Regions from separate parts of the Mus musculus genome. Here region 2 is linked to region 1. The links are chromatin contacts, called in public promoter capture Hi-C maps. All regions are on one chromosome and are shown on one strand. Each heading gives the region's core, a stretch centred on a gene start, on an enhancer-like site or on the middle of the called end of the contact. The rest is flanking DNA. Distances are from core to core; before and after follow the strand shown.

What was found. Promoter capture Hi-C pulls out the DNA fragments that hold promoters and counts their contacts.
Region 2: a contact with region 1 is called in a promoter capture Hi-C map of 3T3-L1-derived adipocytes, with 5 times the contacts expected there. The contact joins the promoter of Pdcl here to the promoter of Stom in region 1. A contact is called at or near these places in 4 of 39 promoter capture datasets (the 3T3-L1 cell line, 3T3-L1-derived adipocytes, hippocampal neurons and 1 more).

Annotation. Positions count from the first base shown.
Region 1 is chr2:35,333,296-35,338,344 of GRCm38.p6, forward strand. It overlaps Stom (stomatin), which reads right to left and starts at 3,714. Exons shown (of 7, transcript NM_013515.2): 1 at 3,564-3,714. The coding sequence starts at 3,624.
Region 2 is chr2:37,355,893-37,360,789 of GRCm38.p6, forward strand. Pdcl (phosducin-like) reads right to left here and starts at 3,440. Exons shown (of 4, transcript NM_026176.3): 1 at 3,251-3,440; 2 at 1,312-1,488. The coding sequence starts at 1,483.

The DNA of each region.
Region 1 (5,049 bases), core at 2,464-4,963:
TTATATCTCCAAGGTTCCATCTACTAAAATATCAAACACAAGCTTGAGGTCCAGGTTTCTTTGGTAGTCCCAGAGTGTAGGCAGAGACAGAAAAGAAAAAGGAGGTGCAAGTGTGTTACAGAGAACTGAGGCACACTTGTATCCTCTAGATTCTCTAACTTCTCTCGGGTTTCATAAGGTACACTATCTTTCCTTGCCAATTATAGTTCCTTTATTGTTAATACACACCTGAATAAGCAGACTTAAGAATACATAAGGAAAAGAATTGCCACATCCTAAAAATCAAAAAACAATAAACTATCAACGTTTAACAAGATGATTTACTCCCATTTCCCTTTTCTTTCAGCAAACATTTATTCATCTGCTATATGCCTCATACTGAGCTGCTCTCTGTGTAGCTCTGGCTATTCTGGAACTCACTCTGTAGACCAGGCTAGCCTTGAACTCACAGAGATCCACCTGCCTCTGCCTCCCAAATGCTGAGGTTAAAGACATAGGCCACAACCACCTGGCTCACCCTGAGTTCTTACAATGAGGCAAAAAAGGAAAGGGTAACAGATGGGTCCAACTGACAGTTACATTACACAATAGTCAAGACACAAGTATATGCAGGATTCTAGGCAGATACTGCTATGTGCTCATAACAGTTTACAGGAAATTGCCTGCCTGTGCCCTCTTTAAAACTCATTACCTAGTTTAGTCACCTCTGAATCACTTTATCAACATTTTACATTTTTAAAAGCAGGCCAGATAGTTATTCACTCTGTCTTTTACAGTGTAAAGCATATGCTATTCAGTGACACTGAAATCTATTTCATCACAAACTGTATAAACAATAGCTTCTGCAGTCTTAGTCTTCCGTTTGAGTTCATTTATCACCACTGGTGGTTTAATCAGGTCAATTATTGAAGAAGTTAAAGTCCCACCATTCTGATCAACTGTAGCAACTGAAATAAACATATCAGTCCCATGGTTCTGCTTCTTTCCAAGGGATCCTCCCCAGGGATCTATCTTGTTGACAAGGCTCTTCTTTACAACAACACTTTCCTCTGCCATCCACCTGCACTATTGTCCACTGCTCTAGCTTAACTTCCTTGGTTGGTCCTAGCTTTGGCCATGTTTATCTACGGGGGACCACTTCTCCACAAAGACACAAAGAGGCAGAGTTGGCACTGTGTAATTGCATGCTTCCATCAGAAGCAGTCCTCTGGAGTGGCTTTCTCTGGGAGGTCCTGAGTCACACTGATCCTTTAGGCTCCCTTTGTTTACTCCCTCTTACCCTCAGTGAAGTCCTGAGGCTGGACCAGACCCTCTATTGTGGTACCTCCTTTATGGATCGCTGCAGGACTGGGAACATCCCTCGGGAAGTCAGAGCCTGGGTTGGAAACCTGGTTCTCAATTTTTTAGGCTGTCTGAAATTTTATCACTCTGACTCAGTTTCTTTACTGAAAGACAGAGAATAAAGACATTTCCTTGTCCCAGGATTGCAATTAGATGTTTGGCAAAATGACGCACATTTAAAAAGTTCTGTTTAGTATGTTATAGTAATAGATTTCTTCCTAGTGTTAAATCTCTGAGGCTTACCAGTGAGAAAACAAAGATTAAAAGGTGGGCAGGTGAGCTACCCCAGCCCACAAAGGTGCTTGCTGTAGCATGGATGGCCTGAAGTTGATCCCTGGATCACACTTGTTGGAAGGAAAAAGCTCAAAAGTTGTCTTCTGATCTCTCCACAAGATGGACACACACACACACACACACACACACACACACACACACACAGTAAAAGCAAAGCTTTTTAAATAAAAAAGTGACAAAGCCAAGCAAAATTTCAATTGTATAATACTTGAGAAAAAGCCCAATCATTTTCACTAACTCAAGATTTCTGTCTAAAACAGCCAAGTGTAGAACCAAGAAAAGGGGTCTAGAACCAAAACTCAAATTGGTCTGTGAGCAAGAAAAATATAATGATCTTTAGGAATAGAGATTGAGTTCATTCCTAGGGCAGGGCTCCAAATCCACTTCCCACAGGGGGGTCCTAGGGTGGGGCTCCAAATCCAACCCCACTTCGGTGGTCTGAGTACAGGTGAAGGAGACCGCCAACACACCCACACTTTGATCTAAAGCCAGAGACCAGCACTGAAGAGGCAGACTTGGCACTTTTCTCCTGTTCACATTTTAGAATTACATTTGAATTTTAAGCCTTTGTGACTAAGTCACTAAGTATCAGTTGTGAGGACTCAATAAGATCACATTATAAAACACTTAGGGTAGTGCTTAGCCTATTAAGGGTCAGTTTTGCTATGGCTCTCTTTAATTTTGCTATGCTCCCAGTTGGGGGAAGGGTTAAAGTATGGAGAATGATACACACACAGGCTTTTCTGCATAATCCCGAGGATGGAATCCTGTAGGTTTCCTATTACAACACTCTGGAGCCATCTGAGATCCTCAAGATTCGCCTGAGAAAGAGTTAAAGATGCTTCTGGGCAGGGGGATGGGCGTTAGATGGGAGGCCAGGTTGGCTTTGCAAATAATCCGAATGGATGACAGCTGTCTCCGCAGGATGATGGAAAAGCCCACTCAGCCTCCTAAATCTCTTCCACCGTGTCATTCTCCCTGAAATTCCATCTTTAGAAATAATTCCTTTAGATTAGTAAAGCTCCCAGGAGGATAGCAGGACTCCTGCGAGGTTTATTTTCTCTTACTGGGCATCTCCTGACCCCAAGGAGTTATACAATTTAAAGGCTCAAGGAGGTAGTTCGCTCAAGGGCTCTAATTTTTTTATAGAAGATAGCCTGAGGGCCTGCTAACAGTTCTTGCCTTCAAAACTAGGAAGGCTCCAGAAGAGTGGTGAGCTATTTACCTGGAAGGAGAGATCTCTAAGACAAAAGTGGACACAGTATGGGACAGACAATGGAACTGGAAGGAAAGCCAGGGAGACCTCCTTTCTTCTGCCTATACCGCCTACTGTGTCATAGGTTGAAGCCTAGCCCTTTACTAGGAAATTGATTAGTTTCCCGAAGCTGGGGACGGCAGGAAGAGGGTGGGAGTTCTTCCCTGGTTCAGAGGACTGTGGATCACGTAGGGATTGCTGAAGGCTACTTGTTGGGACTGCTTGCTTCCCCTCCCAGGCGCTGGGGCAGAAAAGAAACAAGAATGAGCAGAGGAGGCTGAAGCTGCAGAAGAGGCGCCTCTACCACTCCTGGCTGCCAGGGTCTGTCCTGGTCTGCGTGCACCGCCCGAGATAAAGAAGCGCTGGTGATAGGCACCTGGCATCTAGGACCCAAAGGATAAGCCAGTTCTTGCCTGCTAGGGTGCCGAGCAATGGATACACGCCCCTGCCGCGCGAGTGCGCCCTCTTGACTGCCATGCAGGCTGCACCCCAGCACCCCCAAATCATCATGTATCAGCCCGAGAACCCAGGAATGAAGAAGACGACGGCTCTGCGAAGCGCACACAGTGCAGTGGAGGCACGCCGGCGGTCTGCGGGGGTTCTCACTGCAGGCGGTGGGTCTCGGGACCCAGAGGGGGGCTTGAAGAGGCTGTGCGGGGGACGAGAGACTCACCTCTGAAGGACTCAGGGATCCGCTGAGACTGGACATGGCTGGACTGCCGTTTGTCAGACATAGTGCTGGAGTCAGAGTCGCTCAAAAACTCGTCAGTTCCCAAAGCCGGAGCTTTACTGAGAGCCGTTAGCAACGAAGGGGCTCAAGCTCTGGTGCAGTCCCGCCCCCAGCTGGCGGCCCGCCCAATAGGTGCCCGGGAATGGAGGAGAAGACACGCCTCTCCCGCCCTCAGAGTGCGTGACCGGAGGGGGCGTGGCCTGAAGGGGGTGTTGGCAGGCAGATACTAGGAGGGTAAGACAGTGAGGCCAGAATGCTTAAGGCCCTGCCAGAGTCTCGCTCCAGCTTCCAGTGGGTTGATCCGAGGAGAAGCTGTGAGAACAGGGCGGGGCTGAGGAGCGGTGCAAGGCATCCTGTGATTCCAGGCATTAGTGAGGGGGAAGGCGTCCTCTTGTAGTGGGGGTCTTGCAGATTGAGGGGCGTGCTGAGGGTGCTGAGTATAGCCTGGTACATCGGGTAGGCAGTGAGAGGAAGGAGTTCGCGTCAATGCTCTTGCCCCAAAGAAGACCAATTTCCAGGCGGTACATTACTTTTTTCAGACAAAATTAACTTACGGAGCGCTTGGCCTCTAGCAGGCGAGGGCCTCCCAGTTGATGCAGTGGGCAGAGGTGGACACAGTGCCAGCCCTCGTGAAGTTTGTATTATACCACAAACAAACAAGCTAAGGGTGTTTCGAAAGCAACAGCACGGAGCCCATTTGATTAATCAAAACCGAAAGGCTTCTTTCTATAAATAAGGATGTGGCCCGTGAAAAATGTCCCCTGAAAGAGCCAACCTTGGAATGGGGGCAGACTTATTCATGAGAGGTGAAAGGTCGGGCCTGGATTCTAAAATTACATTTTACAGTGTCCAGGCTCTGGAGGAAGCACTTGCCAGAACCCTCCCAGTCTCAAGTTGCCTCCCTTGCAGTTTGTAACTGAAAACCTCATGTTTGAAAAATCACTGCTGGTTTTTTTTTTTGTTTGTTTGTTTTTGTTTTTGTTTTTCTCCCTGGACTGTCCCAATGCAAACTGTTCAGGGAAATATTAAGGTACACAAAATAAACTTTTAAAAGGCATTTTATTTTGAATAAACATAGAATCACAGAAAGCTGAAAAGACATTATAGTGGTCACAAGGACCCTCTATTCATGTTACTCCTATAGTTAAATCTGTTTTATGTGCAGTCTCAAAATAGGAAATTGGCCCTGACAGAATAAGTATTCAAATATGCCATTTTATCACATGTATATACATTCTTATAAACACAGTTATAAAGATACAGAGCTAGTTCATCACTGCTGAGAGCTCCCTCTTGGAAACATTCTCTCTCTCTCTCTCTCTCTCTCTCTCTCTCTCTCTCTCTCTGACACACACACACACACACACACAGTATTTGCTGTGTAATTCCAGATGCCTTGTGGTGGTTCCCTCTCATGAAATGCTGTCCC
Region 2 (4,897 bases), core at 2,190-4,689, 2.0 Mb after region 1:
CAGCATGGAGCTTGCTGTATCTGTGACACAATTAGCAGGAGCCTCTGCATACCCTTACACAGAGCACAATAAGGTCTATTGCAGGGTAGTTTGTAAGAATTAAACGGCCAACCTAATGCTAAACATTGTACAAATTATGATTTATCTACTCAAAGGCAAATAAGAAACATGTAGAGAGAACAAGGAAATTTGAGACAGAGAATTCCTGGTGGCCCATGCCTGCCACATCAGCATTCCACATAGGAAGATCACAAGTTCACGGTCAGCCTGACCTATAATAAGATCCTTTCTCCAAAAACCAAGGACTGGGAATACAGTTCAGCTGCAAGAGTAGTAACCAAGCATTCACAAAGTCCAAGATTTGATCCCCAGCACTAAAAGGAAAGAAAGGTCAAGATCAGACAGTTCTGCATATCTTGAAATAAAAGATATTCCAAAAACAATGATAAGTTAGACATAGTGGTACATGCCAGATATCCCTACTGAAGAAACTGAAGATGATCATTGGAGATTAGGAGTTCAAGGTCAGCTTGAACAACATAATGAGACACTATCTCTAAAAAGAAAACAAAAATGGCTATTTCTTATCCAACAAGATGGCAAAAATTTTACAAGTTGTCAGCAAGGAGGAAAACTATAAAGAAAAATATTGTGTTGCTGGCTGAACTACAAGCACAACCTCAATTTAAGCAATCTGACAATATTTGGATGTTAAAGTGGGTTGGGCTATAGGTCAGTGGCAGAGCACTTGCATAGCATGAACAAATTCCTCGGCCAATCCTCATAAGTAGAAAGTTACAAACTAAAAGCAATAAACAATAGTATAAGAGCCACGGAGATAACTCACCCTACAGTCCACTCCTGGAGATCTGAGGTAAATAAATTCCTGGAATTTAACTGTAAAGGTGAGAGAACCAACTCCAAAAAGTCCTCTTATCTCCATACTGGTATCTTGGAATTGTAACCACGCATACAGACCGTGCATATACATACAATAATAATAGAAACTTTAATTTTAAAAATTAACAGTGCAAAAATGCCATTTCTAGGAATTAATCCTACCAGGATACTCATATATGATTTATGGGTTGTCAAACTCAGTGCAGACTGTTCCCTTCCATGCTGATATGCATATAGATTTGCATTGCAAGGAGAAAGGGCAGAAGCAAGCACAATGACAGACTACACTATGTTATCTCTGGAAGGAAAGTGGGACAGAAGTTGGAGAAAGGAGAGCAGGACTTCTAACTGATACACACTTTAAAGGACATTTTTTTGAGTCCATTTCTAGAGCTCAGAGCCTTCCAGTACCTGTATTGATGGAGATGCCTTCGCCTGCCAGCTCAGCCTCTGCAGGTGTGGAACTAATGGCTGGTGCTCCCCTGCCTCTGTCTTTGTCTTCATGGTCACTGTCCTCATCCTCGCTGGTGCTGTAGTAGTACTGTAATTTCTCCCCCAGTAACTTATCATCCAGGGTTGTCATGGTGCCTGGAAAAGAAAAATGTATCAAGGATTTTTTGCTAGCTTGAGCAAGGAAGACATGAATCTGAACCATACAAGGTACACTTGGACTGACTTCCCAGAACTTTATAAGAATCTAAAGGTGTTTTCATAAGCAGAATCTCAACAAACCCCAACCCTGGATCTATGCCATAGTTTACCAGGCTTTTGTTATAGCAGGCAAAAACAAGGCTTAGATAAGGCACATTTCTTTGCTGAGCTTTGCAACAAAGGCTGAAGCTGTTAACAGACCCACTGATGTATGACTTCCAGGAGCCTGAGAGGGGCATTACTGTCTACTTGTGTGAACTGGGTAAGAGGAATCTTTTGGTGTGGTTTTTATTCGTATACACTTTTAGTTTTAAGACTGCTAACAAATTGGGAGAAAGTCCTCAGGGAAAACTTCAAAAGGGACTACCAAGGGTAGGTATACTGTTGAAACTAAGTCATTCACTCCTTGCCTCACTAAGAGCCTAGATACATGGTCTCAAGCTGGACCAATTATAACCAGCAAGTCTCCACGACAAAACTTAAATAAGAGCCAGATGGTTAAAGAACACCTAGGACCCAGATGTTTTGGGAAAAGGTACAGTTCAGTGCTTTAGAAGTCTGTTTAAGACTCCAGTAGCGCAGGGCAGTGGTGGCCCACGCCTTTAATCCCAGCATTTGGGAAACAGAGGCAGGCAGATTTCTGAGTTCGAGGCCAGCCTGGTCTACAGAGTGAGTTCCAGGACAGCCAGGGATACACAGAGAAACCCTGTCTCAAAAAAAAAAAAAAAAAAAAAAAAAAAAATTAATTAATTAATTAAAATAAATTAAAAAAAGACTCCGGCAGGAATGACTAGTCAAAAACAAAAACAAACAAACAAAAACGTCCTTCCTCTAAGCATACCAAATATCAACACTGCGCTGCCTTCAGAAGAGACTTAACATATGGTATTTACTCTATTACAATTTACCTCTCTCCCACACAGCAGATTCCAGTCAGGACAGAGCACTGTGCACGCTGAACAGCAACCAAGAGGAAAGTGCCAGCACCAGGGGAAGGAAGAAAACTTTTACAATTTCCTTGTCTGGGATGTGCCAGAGGGCCACAACTCGGTCCGATGAGTGAAAAACGGGGCCAGAAGAGGAGGAGTGTACTGAGGAGACTGGGCTGCTGAGAGGTGAGAACACTGGCAGACAGAAGTGGCATGCACCCGCAGTGCAGAAAGTAAACCTCAAGTGGGGATAGTAAACTTGAAGAGGTGGAGGATCATGAAGAGGGTGGAGCTAAGGAGAGGCACAGAAAAGGAGGAGCAGTGATATGGGCAGGGCCAGTGAAAGGCTTCCAAGAGAGGCAGTTAAGAGTGTTAAGAGAAAGTAGGACAGTGAAGAAGACAGGGCTGCACAAGTGGAACACAGAAGGGCGGGGCTAAGCTTCCAGGAAGGCGGAGCTTATGGGACAAAAGGGCAGGGACAGGATGTTAAGTAAAGCAGAGCTGTAAGGACGGAGTGGAGAAGGCGGAGCCATAAGGAAGGTGGGGCTGAGGAGGCGGAGTAGCGAGGAGGACAGGGCAGGGGAGGGCACAGTGAAGAGGGCGGTACTGAGGAGGGACGCTCCGAGTCTCCAAAGGAATTTGAGAAGTACAGAGGAATTGGGATCCAGGAGCCGGGAAGCAAAGTAGTTCGCCCAAGGCGCGTAAACTCCTGCCCCACCCATGTCTAGGCCCGCCGCTTCCTCCTTGCCGACGCCTGCGCAGTTAGTTACCTCGCCTCGCTCAGTCTGCTCCTTCTAGACTAGCAGCTCCTGTCACCAACAAAGGACGCTCGCCTAGAGAAAGAGAAGTGGCCGAAAGCCTTGAGCGACAGAGAAAAAGCTGCCGTGGACTCTGCGGACCAATCACACGGCCTTCCGGCGTCGCGGCGGACGCACGCTACCCAATCACAAGAAGCTTATCTCGGCGTCTGAGGAGGAGCTACGGGTCTTAGCTTAGGACAAAACTCGTAGATGTGTATTTCTAGTTAAATATGAAATTTTTATTAACTTACGTTCCAAGTTTCGAGACAAATTACAAAGGAATATTAAGGCGAAAAATAACTCGAAAACATTAACTTCTTCAAGAATAAGTAACTCAAAGAACAGAAGTTGTATGACAACCTGAATTGGATTGCTGGACTGGAAACGAGCATGGACAACTGAAGAAATTTGAATAACTCTTATCAACTAATGTTAGTCAAATAGTTGACTCTGTAGTTTACAGAGTTTACAACAGTTATGTATAATGATTACCTTTGAAAATTCTAGATTAAAAAAAAAGTCAAGGAAACTACCCTATGTTTGAAAACTTTTGTTAAACCTCAAATGATTTCAAACTGCTTAGTTGGCGTGTCTTGTACACAACTGTGAGATTGCAAATTAAACCGTGTGCTAATTAAAACATATCAAATTTGCTCGATTTGTATAAAATGCAGCGTTTAAGATAGGGCTCTTAATTTGAAAAGGGGGTTTCTTGATTCCTGTTTCTAGGACCACCTAGATGTTACTGCAAATTTGTCTATGTTCACATTTTAGAATTTCATCTTCTTGCCCCAACTGGGTGGTGGGGGTGATGGAGTGGGAGAGCTGGATGAGCCATCAGACCTGACTAAGCTTCCAACGTCCACCCATTTGGCCCAGGATTGGGCTAGTATTTGGGCTAGACTCAGAAATGCAAGGTACCTCCCCATGCCATCCCACCCCCACTGCTACCCCTGCCATGCAAGTTCTGTGCAGGGATAACATACTGTGGCCCCCAGGTTGAAGGGTGCCCAGTGCCCCCAAGTTAACCTGGAGACCTAACCTGAGGGCTAGGCAAGAGCTGGAGTGGAGAAAAACTCAAATGGGACCTGGGGCTTTTCCTGGACCGTCTCTTTGGAAAGATGTCAACTGAAAGGAAATAAAACTGTAATTCATGTAATGTATGTTAAATAGCCCAAAGAGTTGTTTCTGAGCTTTGAAACCTGGGGCTGAGAACATAGCAGAACAGACCAGGACATGCCCGGGCAAGCCCATCGCCTCCCTAGCTCCCACCCCTCTGACCTAAGTTAAATGTTACAGGCTGCTGATGTTTAAATGGACCAATCATGTGAAACCGCGCCAATTCCTCCCCCAGCCCCACTCCTTTTCTATAAAAACCCCTAGCTTCCAAGCCTCGTGGTCGAATCCACTGTCTCCTGTTATGTGAGATACGTTTCGACCCGGAGCTCCGCCATTAAAAACCTCTTGTTGTTACATCAAGGTGTTGTGTTCTATTCGTGATTCTTGGGTGCACGCCGAATCGGGAGCTGAGTGGGGGTTTCCCCACTGAGTTCTTTCATCAACCAAGAAGACCATCTGCTGCTCTGAGGACCTTGAGCTTAGTTTCAAGAACATGTG